Linked DNA regions of Drosophila melanogaster: region 2 is linked to region 1. A link is a contact called in public Hi-C data. All regions are on one chromosome and are shown on one strand. The core of a region is the stretch at or near the end of the contact, and the rest is flanking DNA. Distances in the headings are between cores, read along the strand shown.

What was found. A called contact is a pair of places that touch in the nucleus more often than the background predicts.
Region 2: a Hi-C map of the Kc167 cell line shows a contact between it and region 1, with 4 times the contacts expected there. A contact is called at or near these places in 2 of 107 Hi-C or Micro-C datasets (the Kc167 cell line and the S2 cell line).

The regions. Positions count from the first base shown.
Region 1 is chr2L:22,923,142-22,927,221 of dm6, reverse strand. lt (light) reads right to left here and starts at 2,427. Exons shown (of 12, transcript NM_001042950.3): 1 at 2,297-2,427; 2 at 2,115-2,240; 3 at 1,892-2,062; 4 at 1,724-1,841; 5 at 1,303-1,656. The coding sequence starts at 2,326.
Region 2 is chr2L:23,023,504-23,027,583 of dm6, reverse strand. Cht10 (Chitinase 10) reads left to right here and starts at 1,669. Exons shown (of 9, transcript NM_001042957.2): 1 at 1,669-1,729; 2 at 2,360-2,414.

The DNA of each region.
Region 1 (4,080 bases), core at 1,178-3,677:
GAGATCTCAGGAACTACATACGCCAGAAAGTTGAGATTAAGCATACAGGTTCTAAAGGCATAGACGCAGGTCAAGTTTGTTGTGTGTTCAAATGTTGCCACAACCCCTTTTGATATTTTGTATCTTGCAAATTTAAAAAAAAAAATTTTGTCACGCCTACTCTAACGCCCATAAACCGAACCTGAACTGTTTCAATTATTCTTTGTTTTATTATTTCTCTTGCCATCGGTATACCAAAAACACTTTGGCCACGCCCCTCCTTACACCTGCAAAACGGTCAACAGAACACTTAGTAACGGCAAATACATTAGAATAACAAGATGCGTAACGGCCACTCATTGATTTTGTCCTATGCCGGCAATTTTTTGGGGACTTTAGAAAAAATAACTGAGAGCCTAATAAATCTAAATATAAATATAATATTTGCTTGCTTTTGTGAGTAAAAACAATAAACGAAAACGTGTATATGTGTGCCTACTTGGGCTAGAAGACGATTTTCAAACTGAAATCAATTTTGATATAAGAATCGAATTTACATATTTGAAGTTTTGGTCAATTTCGTTGCAAAATTTCAACAGGTTACTGTGAGCAATACCTTTTACAGCATTAACATTAAGTTAATCAATATTTCAACTTATAAATAAAATTAAGTTCCGATCCGGAATTGTTATTATTACTTTTGTAATTTAAAACAATAATTTTCAAAAAAAGGAAATACATATTTAAAAATATATTTTATAAAAATAATACAAACATACATAGTTAAAAGTTAATATTTATAAAATAAATACAAATATGCTACCTGTTTAATGCAAAGTTGAATTCTTGAGGCACGACGTGCGGTTATAAGCACCTAATAACCAATGTCTACTCTAATTTTTAACACGTCGCAAGCTGAATACTTGAATGATAAATATTCTAATATAGTCATACTTGAAATTTATTTTGTTATTTATTATTTCTAAGTGTTATTCAAATAATAATATCATTGCCTTAAGCAATGCAAAACATGAATATTTTATATGGTACCAATTAATCATATATAATATAGATTTAAAGTCTAAGAACTTGTAAAGTGAAGGGCACATTTTGTCAAATTTACAATGAATAAGCATACGTGTGCATACAAGCTGTCTCTGTATACGTAGAAAAGAGCTGATGGCAGTAGAGCTCTCCACTCTCACGCTCTTGAACAAAAACTAGTAATAATAAAACTCAATAATAATAGCGTTACGCATCTTGTTATTCTAATGTCTTTGGTTACGGTAAATCACTGTTGATTTTTTAATAAACTTTACATACTTGGATCCACAATGTAGACAGGCAGATTGCCAGTTGAAGCTTCGATTGAATTTCTCTTTCGAATTACGCAAACTCGAATAGTGTCTACCCAGCCAATTAATAATGTATGCTTGTTGGACCAACGAAGGTGGCATCGAAAATTTTCTAATCGCTCCTGAGGAGGAACCTCCCACTTTATTAATCCAAGTGAGCATCTTTCGTTTAAATCGTAGACTCGAACTCCTATGTGACTTGCCCAGGCAATAAAGTTGCCATGCCAGCAGATTGACAAAACACTGCCTTCGACTGAGCACAGTTCAACTGGTTTAAGCTTCTTTAGCAAGTTTCGCTCGTACAAGATAAGTTTGTCGTCGCCTGCAAAAGAATAATAAAAAGAATAATTGCTCTCGATAAATTAACAGAAAATATTCATATTACTCACCCACTACAAATCTTTTAATGTGAGCTTTGGAATCGGGCTCCAGTGATACGACCTTTATAAATTTGCCAAAGCTGAGACTGTGATTGTTATCAGAGCTAAACAATCCCGTTATGTTAACCTAGGCAAAGAGAATTAAGTTTTATATTGCTATCAAGCTCAGATACTCACTTTTCCGTCGTCGGAGCATGTGGCCACATACTCGCCCTTATGATCTACATCTATATTGTTTACTGCCACTTGGTGAGTGTGACGTTCGCTAGCGCTAAGATTTGAGTAGACTGAGTTTCCTTGATGGTCAAATATACAAACACGTCCTCGGAAAGTTCCAAATATAAGAAACTAAATATGTACGTTTTTTAAAATACTTATATAATATGTGGTTGGCTCACACCTTTAAGTGTACAGCGCTACAAGTGATGACATCAGCGTTGAGCATGTATTTTAAATCATTTGCGAGACGGTGATACTTAAATTTGGGCTCCACATCTTCCTCATTTATGCTATCGGCCCAAGAGTCCTGGAATGAACAAAAGTTTAATAACATGCGTTTAGCAAAGCATCCACAAATCATACACAACTGATGAGCGGCAACGCTTTAGCCATTTAAAGCAAACGGAAATTTCTGATTTTCAAACAACGAAAATACACAAGCTGATGTATTATTTTATTATTTACATTTACTAATAGCGCCATAGACAATAATAATTACTATAAAACGGTCTTATTATTCGATGTTATAGCTGTGTCCCACTAATATATATACAGTTTGTCAAGAAACTGTTTACAAGCTGAGAAATAAGTTGAATTTTTGACTTTAAAGGTAAAAAATTAAGGGTTCTGTGCTTAAATAAACGAAATTTTTTTATTCAATATAATAACAAACCTCCCAAAACTGCCACGCCCAAACCTATTGAAAATTTTATGACATTTTTTCATATATTTTTAGTATTGTAAATTTCTATCGATTTGTCGAAAATCTTGTGTCACTTCCACACTTTTGAACAATTTCTAATTTTGTTTTAAGTTTTCGTATTTTTTCCAACTTTCTACCGATATTAAAAAAAATATTGAAAAATTTAAATAAAGGTATGTTATATATTAATGTTTATAATAAAGTAAGTAATTTGGTCTACTTTCAGCTTTCATCAAAAGTTTTAGATAGGCAGCAATGCCGTTATCGACAATTTGCTTACACTTAAATACTTAAATAAATTCTTTATAGTGTATTTTGTGGGTACACATTTTTTATAAGCATACTTGTCAACAGATATCGAGCTGAAGGCTTGCAAAGACATCAATTGATTCAGAAATTCTAAGTCCTCTTCATGTTTAGCTAATAAGCACGGACGAAGATTTATTAACGGTTCCTCACTAATATGGTTCCAGAGGCTAGGAGCAAAACATCCTTACCAAGATCCTGTGCAAGAAGAGCAGCACACGTTCCAGGCAATGCAGGTGGTTCTTCGGCATAATGCGAGTAAGAGGCAAGCTTCAGTCTGTGATCTTTTATGTTTTGAAGGCGAGACTGAGTTTTCCTGATGAAGCAGGGTGTGGTGCTTAGATCCGCACACACGGCAATTGCTGGAGTTGCACTGCCTTACTTGATGCCCAGTCTTAAACAAAGAGCATGTCTATTTGCTTCTTCCAATCGACATGATGGGTTCAGGTTCTTAAAGCTTTGGCAGTAATAAATTGTTGAGAACGATAAAACTCTGGGTCCGCGAGCCTAAGGTTTTGGGGTATGTTCCAGTTGCTAATGTCAATATTCAAGGACGGCTGACTTTTAATTATATCGGATGCAATACCAGCAGTGATGTTGGTCGAGTATTATAGACGTTTAAGATCGTATTGGAATGTTTACTGACAAACCATCTGTCTGAAAAATCGCCTATTACGGTAAAACAAGCTGCCGATTTTGACTTCCTGAGTTGAAGCTTATTTGCGAATTGAGTTGTTTTAATGTGCAGTTGAGCAGAGCACGTCAAGGAGCTAAGAGGCTAAGGAGCTGCAGAGGATTCAGTGCAGAGGATGCGAGTGAGAAGTAAGCGTTTCTCAGGTGATCTTTTATGACGGGAAGGCGAGGCCAAGTTTTCTAGGTGAAGCAGGCTGTGGTGCATAGATGCGCGCGGCAAATGCCGGAGTTGCACTCCCTCAGTTGATGCCCAGACTTGAGGCAATTCAAATAAAGAGCCAGTTCCTTCGCTTCTTAAACCCGACTTTCTGGGTTCAGGTTCGTAAACCTCTGGCAGTAATAAATTGAACTGGGCACCAGAAGCACTGCAGAAGACACATTTCGCAGGGCTGAGGCTTGAGTCAAGAAGGGTAAACTTACGCAAACCAGATATTCTGTTACATTC
Region 2 (4,080 bases), core at 420-2,919, 100 kb before region 1:
TCAGTAGTTTATTGTATAAGTATTTCATTCTGGGCGCGTCTGTGATTTTGTTACCAAAAGAATTAGTGATGACATTGATTTCCGTTAAATTAATTCTTAGACCGTGATGTTCATATACTACAGGTATTTGAATTGGATTGCTCGAGAAGAGTAAGTAGCCAAGGGTCTGGATCTATGTTTATTATTTGAAATTGTAGTCTGTGGCCCGTGGTGAAGAATAGAAACAACATTATTATACACAAGGCTCCTGCGGAAGTTAAACGGTATTAGATATTAGTTATTTGTTTCTTAAATTGTGTTTTGTAGTATTTGGTTTCCCTATTTTGATTAGTGATTTGGTAATGGTCTTAATCTATTTTTTCTATATTTTTATTTGGTTTTCCGAATTTTTCTCTTTGAATTTGGCCTTTTCTGTATTTAGTGTCAATATAAAATTCCTATCGTCCTGTCCTGCTTATATAGTCTTTTGACGTCTGCTACACCGTATTTGCCGTATTGAGTTGCAATTCGATTCCTTCCCTCAGATGATTTTTTATTGGTTTTAATGAAAGTAAGAGAGTATGCAATAGTCGTTGATCAGCTAGAGTGAAACCGAACGCGAAATTTTATTCTCTTAATTTTCTGGGATATCGACAGATATTTCGGAATCAATTGAGAACCTAATAAAAATGTTTTAAAAATGTAGGCGTGTCCATTCTGGGCGTTTTGTTGCTGTAGGGAGGGACGTGCCCTAAGAGGTTTTTGTATAACTATAGAATTTGGCAAGACAAACCATAAAACGAAGAAAACATTTTTTTTAAAGTATGGTCGTGGTAGTTTTGGGCGTTAGAGTGGCTGTAGCAATCTACAATCTGTATGCCTAATCTCAACATTCCTGAAATCGACGTGTTCATATGGACAAAGTCAGATCGTCTCGGCTATTGATCCTGATCCAGAATATATATATTTACTTTATATTGTCGGCAACGCTTCTTTATGCCTATACATACTTTTCAACGAATCTAGTACAGCCATTTACTCTACAATTTATGATTAATTACAGAGAAACAATGAGTTAATAGAAAGCATTTAATGGAATATTATTACGAAAGCTGAATTATAAAGTTTTATCAAATTAATCCAGAATTATATGTCTTCAAAAATTTGAGTGTATTGAGAAAAACATCTTAAGATTAAAACAAGGGCGTGGCGCTTTGGTGGTGTTTGAGTGGGCGGGAAAAAATGTTTTTGGTATACCGATAGAAATCGTACAGACATACATAAATATACATACATATGTATATTCATATTATATGCATAAAACTTAAAAAATAAAATATGCATTAATTCGATACATTATGTTCTAATTTGGTAAAAAATATTTAAAGCGATCATCCTATAAGGCGTCTACTTTCTTAGTTCTTTTTTCGTTAATATAATAGACTTGACGATTAAAGTCGTTGGCAAGTGTCCCGCCACATATTCGCCTCTCGCCTTCTGTAGTTGTTGGGCGGAAACACACAATTAGGATAGGACACTGGTGGCTGAGTGAGTAAAGAAAGAAACATAGAACTCTCTGATTCAATAATGCTGCTCTCTCCTGGTGGCATTCCCTTTTTTTTTTTTATTGAAAAATGTATAAGTATAAATAGAAGCGTCCTCAGCTCAAACACCTACAGTTTTATAGTGATCACACTTGTGAAAGGTTGTGTGCAAATTATCGGATGTTACCGCCGCCTTCAGCAACTCAGTAAGTGATAGCATAGCATGGCATTGCTAGATTTTTTATAAAAGTGTGACATTAGTTCGTAACCGCGCCCTAAGGGAAAATGTACTTTCGTTGAAATGCCAATAGAAATGTCTAAAAACGTTTAAAACGTAGAAAAGAGAAAAGCATGTAATGTTAATGTAAGTTAGTAAAATACTTGATTAATTGATCAACAACAAAAATAACACGCATTCTCAGTTGTTCCATCGTGAAAGCAAAACGAGGATATGAAGACCGATCAAAGTTCTTGGCGTTCAATGAACTCCCACAAAACGGCCAAAACCCGAATTGGTTCCCTGCCTCAAGTAGATAAACTGAAAACTTGTTAAACCTCTTTTTGATTTTTGGTTTTTTTAACTCTTCCATACGCTTCTTACTGTTTCTTGCTATACGTTAATTCGCTGTCGTACTTTGTCTGGATTCACGAAGAAATATATAAAATTAATTTTACACCAAATAAGCAAACCGGTTCATAAAAGCCTAATAAATATGCGAAAAGAACAAAAATGTACGAAGAAAATATTTTTATTGAATTAAGCAAATGGATGGTAATATATAAAATTCATACAATTAACTAAGATAAAATTTTCTGAACGATTTATTTATTTATAGTTAAGAACTAATGAAAAACGGATGGACAGCCATGGCAATTTAGGATTTATATAACGTGAGTAAACAATATTATTTTTTTCTATGAACAACAGATAATTTTTGTGGTACTAATTATATATATACATCATATATATAAAAACACAACAATAAAGAAAGTTATCTTTCTGTAGTAATTGTATATTAAAAAAAAATGGTTTATACCGATTTTTCTTACCGATTAAGAACAATTACATAGCATTTTCAAATATCTTCTTAATTATTTTAGGCATATTGACAGAAGTCGGAAAAACAAATAATTAATCAAACCAAATTCAAAAGTGCGTTTGAGTGTCCGCGGTAAAAAGTTTTTGGTATACCGATAGAATTTGGCCAGAACAAATAATAAACGAAAAAAAAATTTTTAATTTTTTAAAAATGTGGGCGTGACAGTTTTTGAGGCTTGTGATAAGACAATAATAATTGAAAAAATATAAAAATGTTTTCCAATAGTTTTGTCCTTGCTGTTTTGTGCGTTTTGTTAATTTATTTAAATATTTTCTTGTCCACCTGGCCTTTTTCTACTGAAATGACTGTAATCTTACCTAGTTTTTTTTATAAAGTAAAGCTTTATAAGTTTTTTGTTTGTTAAATATAGATTTTTATACCCATTACTCGTAGAGCATAAGGCTATACTAGGAAGCGTTTCCGATCATATAAAGTATATATATTCTTGGACAGGATCGATAGCAAAGTCGATCTGGCCATGCCCGTCTGTTCGTATGAACGTCGAGATCTCAGGAACAATAAAGGCTAATTTGTATTAGTCTTGTAAATTTCTATCGATTTGCATAATCAATTTTTGCCACGCCCACTCTAACGACCTTAAACCGCCCAGAACTGCCACACCCACATTTTTCATAATTTTTTGGATATTTTTTCATAATTTTAATAGTTTTGTAAATTTCAATCGATTTGCCAAAAAGCTTTTTGACACGCCCACTCTAGACCCCTAAAGCCGCCAAACCGGTCACGCAAACACTTTTGAACATATTTGAAATTTTTTCTCATTTTATTCCCCAATATCAATCGATATCCCATAAAAATTATTACATTTCGCGTTGGCATTCACACTAGCTGAGTAACGGGTATCTGATAGTCGATGAACTCAACTATAGCGTTCTCTCTTGTTTTGGCTTAGATTGTATATATTGCTAGGCTATTGCTTTGAGATCACTTGTGATGTTGTGGATGGTGTAGTAGTAGTAGTAGTGCTACGCCACCAAATTTGTTGGTGCATAACTGTTATTTGTTAACAGTTTGTAGTTTATTGGGGTTGGTAAATTATTTGTGTATTGTATGCGGCTTTCTTGGAGGGAAATTATGTGTGCGGAGTATTTTTTGATTAGAATAAGTAGTTAGTTGTAGTTGTGTACACATCATTTTAAATTCCATTGAATTACAGTTAGAGACATTTTTGATAAATGGGGCTTAAAATTTACTCTAGAAGACGTGTTGACGGTTTCGGAAAGTTTAAGGTTTGTTGTTCAAAACGTCGTCGTAGTTCATTAAAGGTCGTTGTTTGGGATTTTTATTTTGTTCCATTTGGGTGTTTGTATTGGGTGCTTTATTACATTTAGATATTTTTGCGTATTACTTGGGTTGATGGGTCGGTCTGCCGGGTGTAATACATTTTGGTGGCTATTTTAAAATCCACTCGCTCAGTGACCTTGATAGCTGTGATC